Regions from separate parts of the Drosophila melanogaster genome. Here region 1 is linked to region 2. The links are chromatin contacts, called in public Hi-C maps. All regions are on one chromosome and are shown on one strand. The core of a region is the stretch at or near the end of the contact, and the rest is flanking DNA. Distances in the headings are between cores, read along the strand shown. Region 1 holds the start of Fancm (Fanconi anemia group M helicase). Region 2 holds the start of ppan (peter pan).

Region 1 (3,753 bases), core at 269-2,768, 370 kb before region 2:
ACCAACACCTGTCGCAACTTCTCATATTTGGCATGTCCAAAGTCTAGATCAGATGGCAAAGGCGGCACTTCTCCATTCGTCATGGCATGCGTGGTGTAATCTAGGGGATTGGCACCGAGTTCTTGGCGGACCTGCTCCACCAAATTCCTTAGATTACCATCTCTGGCCAGTACAAATTTCTCTCGCCCGTCGTCGTCTGCATCGAAATTGTTCACGAAGACGCGAAGACCGTGACGCTCCATTAGGTCCAGCGAGTGGTACATGCTGATGCACATGGCGAAGTTGCCCATTATTATGTTGTGATCCGGATGCCGCTGGCCTTGCGCCGATCGTTCGACGAAGCTTTTCTGCTCAAAGAGCAAACTATTTCTGCTCACGGTTCCCTTGTTGCCTTTAAAAATCTCAGCTTCCATAAGCTGGCGTAGGTATGGTTCGATGATCTGCAGCAATCGTTCTCTCGGCTCCTTGATTCTCTCCTTCAGGGAGACCACTATGGTTCGAATCGTCCGCCTGTGTATGTAGGGCTGCACGTCGATCGAGGTGTCCCAGCGCACTTGCAGATTGGAAATGTATAGGTTTCGGCACACAGCTGCCACATCCTCCATGGTTCTTCCTGGTGTAGCGGACAGGGCAAGCATCCGGAAATACCTGTTACGTGCCATCAGACAGTCGGCCACTTGGGTGTAGGCATAGCGACCTTTGGCCCGGTGCGCCTCATCCACCACTATCAACTTGATGGACCCAAAGGGAAAGCTGCATTCGCCATCAGCTTCCAGCATGTCTGAGTGCACCACCTGCGGCGTAGCGAAGAAGACCCGCTTGGAGGCCCACAGCTCAGCTCGTTTGGGTCGAGGAAGTTGGCCTGGAATAAAAATGGGACTGGAGCTTATTTTTTGGATTCAGGACTTGTAAGGCAGTCGGCACATCCAGGTTCTTTTAGTCATATAACCCGGTAAGCATTTGTAAATAAGTCTTCACATTTGAACTCACCTGTTAGCTGCACCGTGTCTTCAGATGGAAAGGGCATGATCTTCTGGGATGCGTGGATCTGCTGCGAGACCAGGGGCCTTGTGGGTGCCATGAACACAATCTTTCCCTTTGGATACCACCTGTAAAAGTTGTACATAACCACCGCCGCAATGAAGGTCTTTCCCAATCCCGTGGGCAACACCACCAGGGTGTTTTTGAACAGCGCCGATTGGACGATGGTTTGTTGATAGGATCGTAGGGGCAGGTTGTTTGGATAAATCCAGTTGTGTCCTGTGGCCATATCGAAACCATCGCAGGCTTCGTCGCAATGTTCCCAACGTGTTCCATCGGCATCCTGAGGATCCAAACTGTGAGAGACTCTGCGCTCGCAGGAGTAAATACAAGTAAATACCTCGCTCTTCTGCTCTTCGTGCATAGCCAAGGCCGCCACTAGGTCTTCGTCATCGTCCATCCAATTCACATCCATGATAGCAGCAATCTTTTGATAACAACTACTGCACGACGATCTACATTTTGTTTTGAAAGTGTTTACATTGCTTTACATTGTGTTTATAACATAACATTCCGTTAGGGATGAGCTAATCATTTTAGGTGGCGCTGTTGGAGTATATCGATCACACAAATCGTGACATGAAAACTAATTTTAGTCTGTAAAACCCTCTAAATATAGGGTAATAAGTAAAAATAAATACAATTCTCAAAAATTGTTAACTGTCTAAGCAAGCTTGAAGCGGCTTCTTATAGCGCGGATTTGCTAAGCCATTAAACAGTGCTCTAAAATGGTGCCAAATACGAGAGTGGCAGCACTGCTCCAGATGGCGCCACTGTGTATATGTTTGCCAAACACTTAAATTCAAATAAAAGCGCGCCAATTTTAAACAGTGACTAAGTTGATTTTAGAGAATAAAGATAAATGAGTGATCAAATGGCAATAGTTTACATTAATTAAAAGAGCTCTTGTATGATTTCCCTTAATCAGTATCATATCGGTGAAAAGTATTGCTAAAATGCCGAAATCCTTACGAAAACGCAGACCCCACAATCTGCCCGGAAATGTCAAGCCCCATTTAATGTCGCCAGTTCGTAATTGGGCGAATACACACTGCGTACTTACAGATTGCCCGAGTACTTTTCGCGATATTTCTGTCGTAGATGTTCTGATTGTCTTAAATTAGGCGCTTCCAACGAACGTTCTTATTTGCTTTTATTTCCCCAACGAAAAGGCTTGGTATCAAAAGAAAAGCAGTACGGGTAGATACAATTAAACTGGTAGCAGCATTAGGATATTTAACAAATACCTTTTAATGAATTGATTAATTAATGGAATGGAACTGAATTTTTAATTTTTAATGTATAAGCCGAATAATATAATTGAAATAATATACTTCCCATGCTGACTAAACTCAACCTTAATTTCTGAAGTTATTCCACAAATCCTTGCCCCTGCTGCTGATGAGGGAAAATGATAATTAGCAAGCACATACATACACTTGGCCAAGTTTGACGGAAAAACATACGTAAATAGTCACAATCTCATTTCAAAATCTTCACCTAATGAGCATTGACCGTGTGTGGGGGAATCTGAGTCCGAGAGCTGGATGTCATGGCCCACTCCCGCGGAAAAGCACGGGCACCGGAGAACGCTCACAAAATGTAATTATATCGCATTATTTGTCATTCCGAGCAAATGAATTGAAACAAATTTAGTGTGACAAATGAATTGTTCACTTATGTATGTAAGTTCGTGTGTTTGCTCGTAGTGGGGGGCTGGGGCTGGGGGAGGGGCACCCCATTCGGCAGCCACCGTGAGCTGGGACAGAAATACCCGGGCACACGGGTACACGGGACACACTCAATTTGCTGGCTCTCTAGTCAATTTCATTTCATTTGCATGAAGTTCTCCCTCTCTTCGGGGCTCCCTCCTCATATAGACAATATACATGAATATATGAATGTACATATCTCGGTGTGCGTGCTATCTGTGGGATATCTGTATGTATCTGTGGGCCATGGGCACTACGCCTTTTGCCTAATTCGGCTTTATGAGCCATGTCTAATTACCAAATGAATTGTGCAATTATTTATTTTTGTTTATTAATTGGCTGCCGCTTTAATGAGCCTAATGACCAGATATCTGAGCGTAGATTCGAGTGTCCTATGGGCACATGTGATGAGTCACAGGTTATTGCGATGCCCTGCCCGACATGGCCAACATAAATGTCATGACTTATGCGCTGTGCTGCGAGTGCTGCGTTGCGATGCGGTTGCCATACCCTTCTCGACTCATCGACTTATCTCCGACGACGCCAAGTCGCCAAGTTACGAGTATTTGCGGTTTACATCATAACGAGCACTCTCCATACAAAGTTGCCCAAGCGGAATCAGCCACCACGGGAAACCAGGCTAGAAAGGGCCCAGACCCTTTTATGCAAAGTGCTTTTAGTCGGGGTTGGGGTGATCCAAAGGGTATTCACTACGGCTGAAACAGTCACTCAAAAAAAATGTTAAGAAGGCCTTTTTTAAATATCCATTGAGATGACGACTATCACATGGCCTAACAAGAACATGTTGCAAGAATGTTATCAGTTGGATTTTACATATGTGCAAGTTTATTTCATATATAATAATATAATTACCTTCTACAGTGCTGGGGCTCAATTCATTCTGGGGTCTTGAAGGATCCATCTCTTGCTCGCAAAAGCACAGTACCTCTGTGGCTTGGGCAACTCATTAGCACTTATTAAAACTAAGTGCTGGGACCTC
Region 2 (3,300 bases), core at 431-2,930:
GTTTAGTTAGTTCCCATTGATAACATTGCGATGTCGTGTTAACCAATGGTCTTTATAAAATAGCTTATGTTAAATGTACTACTTTGATTTTCTACTCTTTCTGTGGTCAAACTTGGCGCGCTTGTTTTTGGGATCGAACTTGGCTCTCCTGTTCTTGGGGTCGAATTTGTCCTTCTTGTCCTTGCGATCGAACTTGTCCTTACGATCGTACTTGTCCGTGCGCTCAGATTTGTCATTCTTGTCCTTGGTATCCAGTTTAGCGCGCTTGTTCTTGTATTTCATTCCGCCGCCCAAACTAGGCCGCTTTCGGGAGGACTTCGCTTCCATTTTGAACAGTTCTGCAAAGGAAACATTAGTTTATATTCTACGCAGCATGTAGCACAACTCACCTTCGTCTGGTTCCTCGCCGACTTCCTCCTTGTAGTACTCTGCATCATCCTCGGGATCGCTGTCAGTCCGTCCCTCTGCCGCCCTCTTGGCAGCCCATTTTTCATCCTTCTTAAGCTTCAAGTTGCGGGCACGGTTCTCTGCCTGCTCCTTCTTGCGCTGCTCCTTCTGCTTTCGCTTCTTTTCGACCAGCTTGCGCAGGGTTTCCTTTTCGTCCTCTGTCTTGACCACATGGTCGTGATACAGTACTTCGCCCGTCAGAAGGCCCTCTTCTATTTTGATGAGCTGCATGGTTAGTCGAGGTCCGATCTCGTGTAGCTTTATGGAGCTCTTTTTGTCCTCCAAGTTGCCCTTGCTTTTAAGAGTCTGTGCCAGCACCACATGTGATTGCTCATCATCTTCGGCCTCTGATTCGGAGGCATAGCCGTCCCTGAAAATCAATATTATGATTATTTGATGGAATGAGAACAAACGGTCATTTCCTACTTGGTCACAAAGTCCACGACTTCGTTGCACTTGCCCAGATTGGGTACCGTTCCTTTGACGATTTTCTGGACCGCCCGCTTTAAGCCAACCGGCACCACCTGCACGGAGTAGTGCCGCATCTCGACCAGCTTCGTGTCCGGATTGTAGGAGAACAGGACGCAGCGACGAATGGTGCCGATATTAACCGTGGCCAAGTTAATTGAGGGGAACATGTTTTGGAACGTGGTGGCCATCAGCTTAAGGTGCTTGCCATCGCCACTGAAGTTGTTCATGATGACGAGCGGAGCGTGCTTGAAGTGATCGTTGTCAATCATCTGCTTTTTGCTTAGCGAGATCACATCTCTGGCCAGGGTGAACTGGTGAACCTGACAGAGAATAACTTCGCGGTAAAATATCCAGTATAAACTAAGCGATGAAACAAACAAACCTTGAAAGTCAGGGAAGGACCGCGCGGCAAGCGGACCACTTTGAAGGACAGCTGCGTGGAGGCCTTGTTGAAGATGCCCATGTGCGAGACGTGGAAGAAGCTGCTCAGGCTGACAAAGTCCTTGATGCGGTTCATCCGCTTCTCGCGCAGATTGCTGGCCGTAAAGGGCTCCATAATGCGGCGGAAGTCCAGGGTGAGGTCCGTGATGTACGGACAGGCGAGGCCGCGATGGATGACGAAGGAGTGCGGCGCCTCCACGATCTCGCTCGGCTCGCTGGCCTTGAAGGCCGCCGTGCGCGTCTTCGGATGCACTTTCTTCTTACCGCCCATGTTTCAATGTTTTTGTTCACTTTTCTCCCGCACGTGTATGGATCAGTGTGGCTGCTCGCGCGGAAAATACCAAACACCCACTCCGACGTCTGCCTTTGGTCACTCTAATCCCATTTTAAATTTCGATTTTCCGCCCAATTGAAAGCACTTCTGTTTTATTTAAATTATATTTATTTAATCACACTTAACATAGCAAACACAAATGATGTTATTTCGTTTCATTTATGCATTTAAAGTTTTACAACTGTTTTTGTTTGATTTCTCTTTATCAGCTAGTTTTACCAAGTGGCCAATCGTTTAAAATGTTGCGAGAAACCGAAGAAGAAAATCCGAGCTGCAGTGCTGTGGTAATGAATTTGCGTTTAAGTCGAAGAATTTCCGGTTGTTTGTTGTTGTTCTGCTCGCGAAATTACAACTATATATTTATGTTGCGAAAAATTAATAATATTAATATTTTAATATTAGCATATATGTATATTTATATAAATTATAGTTCTACAGCTTAAACTGAATTTGGAGTGTTTAGTTTTGCTTGCTTTCTTTCCGCGGCGGTCGATTTATGCGATACTCATGGATCTGTATATATATAAAACTTCAGTTTAAACCGCAGTTAACTACAGCCGGATGTTGTTGCTTTCGATTCTTTTGCTGCTGCTGCTGCTTCTGATGATGGTGGTGGTGTTGGTGGTGGAGAGTGGCGGCTCAGATTTGAATTATCAATTTATGCGCACATGACAAACTGTGGCTGACAAACGCATAGACATCTTGTGCGGTCCATCGGGTGTACGCTGCTCCTGATCTTGGTGTTGCAGTTCTGGCCGCTGCTGCTCCTCTTGTAGTCGTAGTTGTAATTGCTGTTGCTTCTGTTTATGTTGCTGTTCTGGCGGTTGCGGGGAATAGCGAAAATTGCTTGGGGCGGTCACTGACAGCACTGTTTGCGCACATCGGCGGTGACAGTCGGCTTTACGTCGATGGGCTCCACGTTCGACGGGCGGATGACGTCGCCTTCCGGCGGATCTCTGATCTGTTTCTGCGACACAATGCGATAGATCTCTGAAACGGGATTACGAGACATCATTAGTCGTGCTTCGTTATCATTAATCTATTGACTTTCAATGAAGCGTTTAATCTACAGTATTTAAATATTCTTAAACGATCGATAATTTGAAAGCAGACTAGCTAAAATATCCTGAACGACCCACCTGTGAGTATGTTCTGGAATGCCGTTTCAACGTTCGTTGAGTCGAGGGCCGAGGTTTCTATGAAACTCAAGCCGTTGCGCTCGGCAAACAGCTTCGCCTCGTCCGTGGGCACGGAGCGCAAGTGCCGCAAGTCGGACTTGTTGCCCACCAGCATGATGACGATGTTCTGGTCGGCATGGTCGCGCAATTCCCGCAGCCACCGCTCCACGTTCTCGTAGGTCAGATGCTTGGCAATGTCATAGACGAGCAGGGCCCCCACGGCACCGCGGTAGTAGGCAGAGGTGATGGCGCGATAACGCTCCTGGCCGGCCGTATCCCAGATTTGCGCTTTAATTGTTTTGCCATCGACCTGCGTTGGATGCACAAGAAGGATGAAACAAAGGACAGCATTAGAATGGTGCCAGTAATTGGCAATTTCGCCACGAAATGCCTGCGGCGCATTCGCTTTGAAAATTAATATACAAGCAC

The links. Hi-C and Micro-C count contacts between places; a contact is called where the count stands out from the background.
Region 1: a Hi-C map of the Kc167 cell line shows a contact between it and region 2, with 2.3 times the contacts expected there. A contact is called at or near these places in 3 of 107 Hi-C or Micro-C datasets (the Kc167 cell line, the ML-DmBG3-c2 cell line and embryo).

The regions. Positions count from the first base shown.
Region 1 is chr3R:21,480,090-21,483,842 of dm6, reverse strand. It overlaps Fancm (Fanconi anemia group M helicase), which reads right to left and starts at 1,518. Exons shown (of 6, transcript NM_001275877.1): 1 at 1,382-1,518; 2 at 991-1,324; 3 at 1-862. The coding sequence starts at 1,456.
Region 2 is chr3R:21,114,634-21,117,933 of dm6, reverse strand. It overlaps ppan (peter pan), which reads right to left and starts at 1,680. Exons shown (of 4, transcript NM_057631.6): 1 at 1,301-1,680; 2 at 874-1,238; 3 at 390-817; 4 at 35-338. The coding sequence starts at 1,630. The coding sequence ends at 79. Rab11 (Rab11,) reads right to left here. Exons shown (of 4, transcript NM_134310.3): 3 at 2,833-3,181; 4 at 1,788-2,683. The coding sequence ends at 2,550. Bdbt (Bride of doubletime) reads left to right here. Exons shown (of 1, transcript NM_142686.3): 1 at 1-77. The coding sequence ends at 10.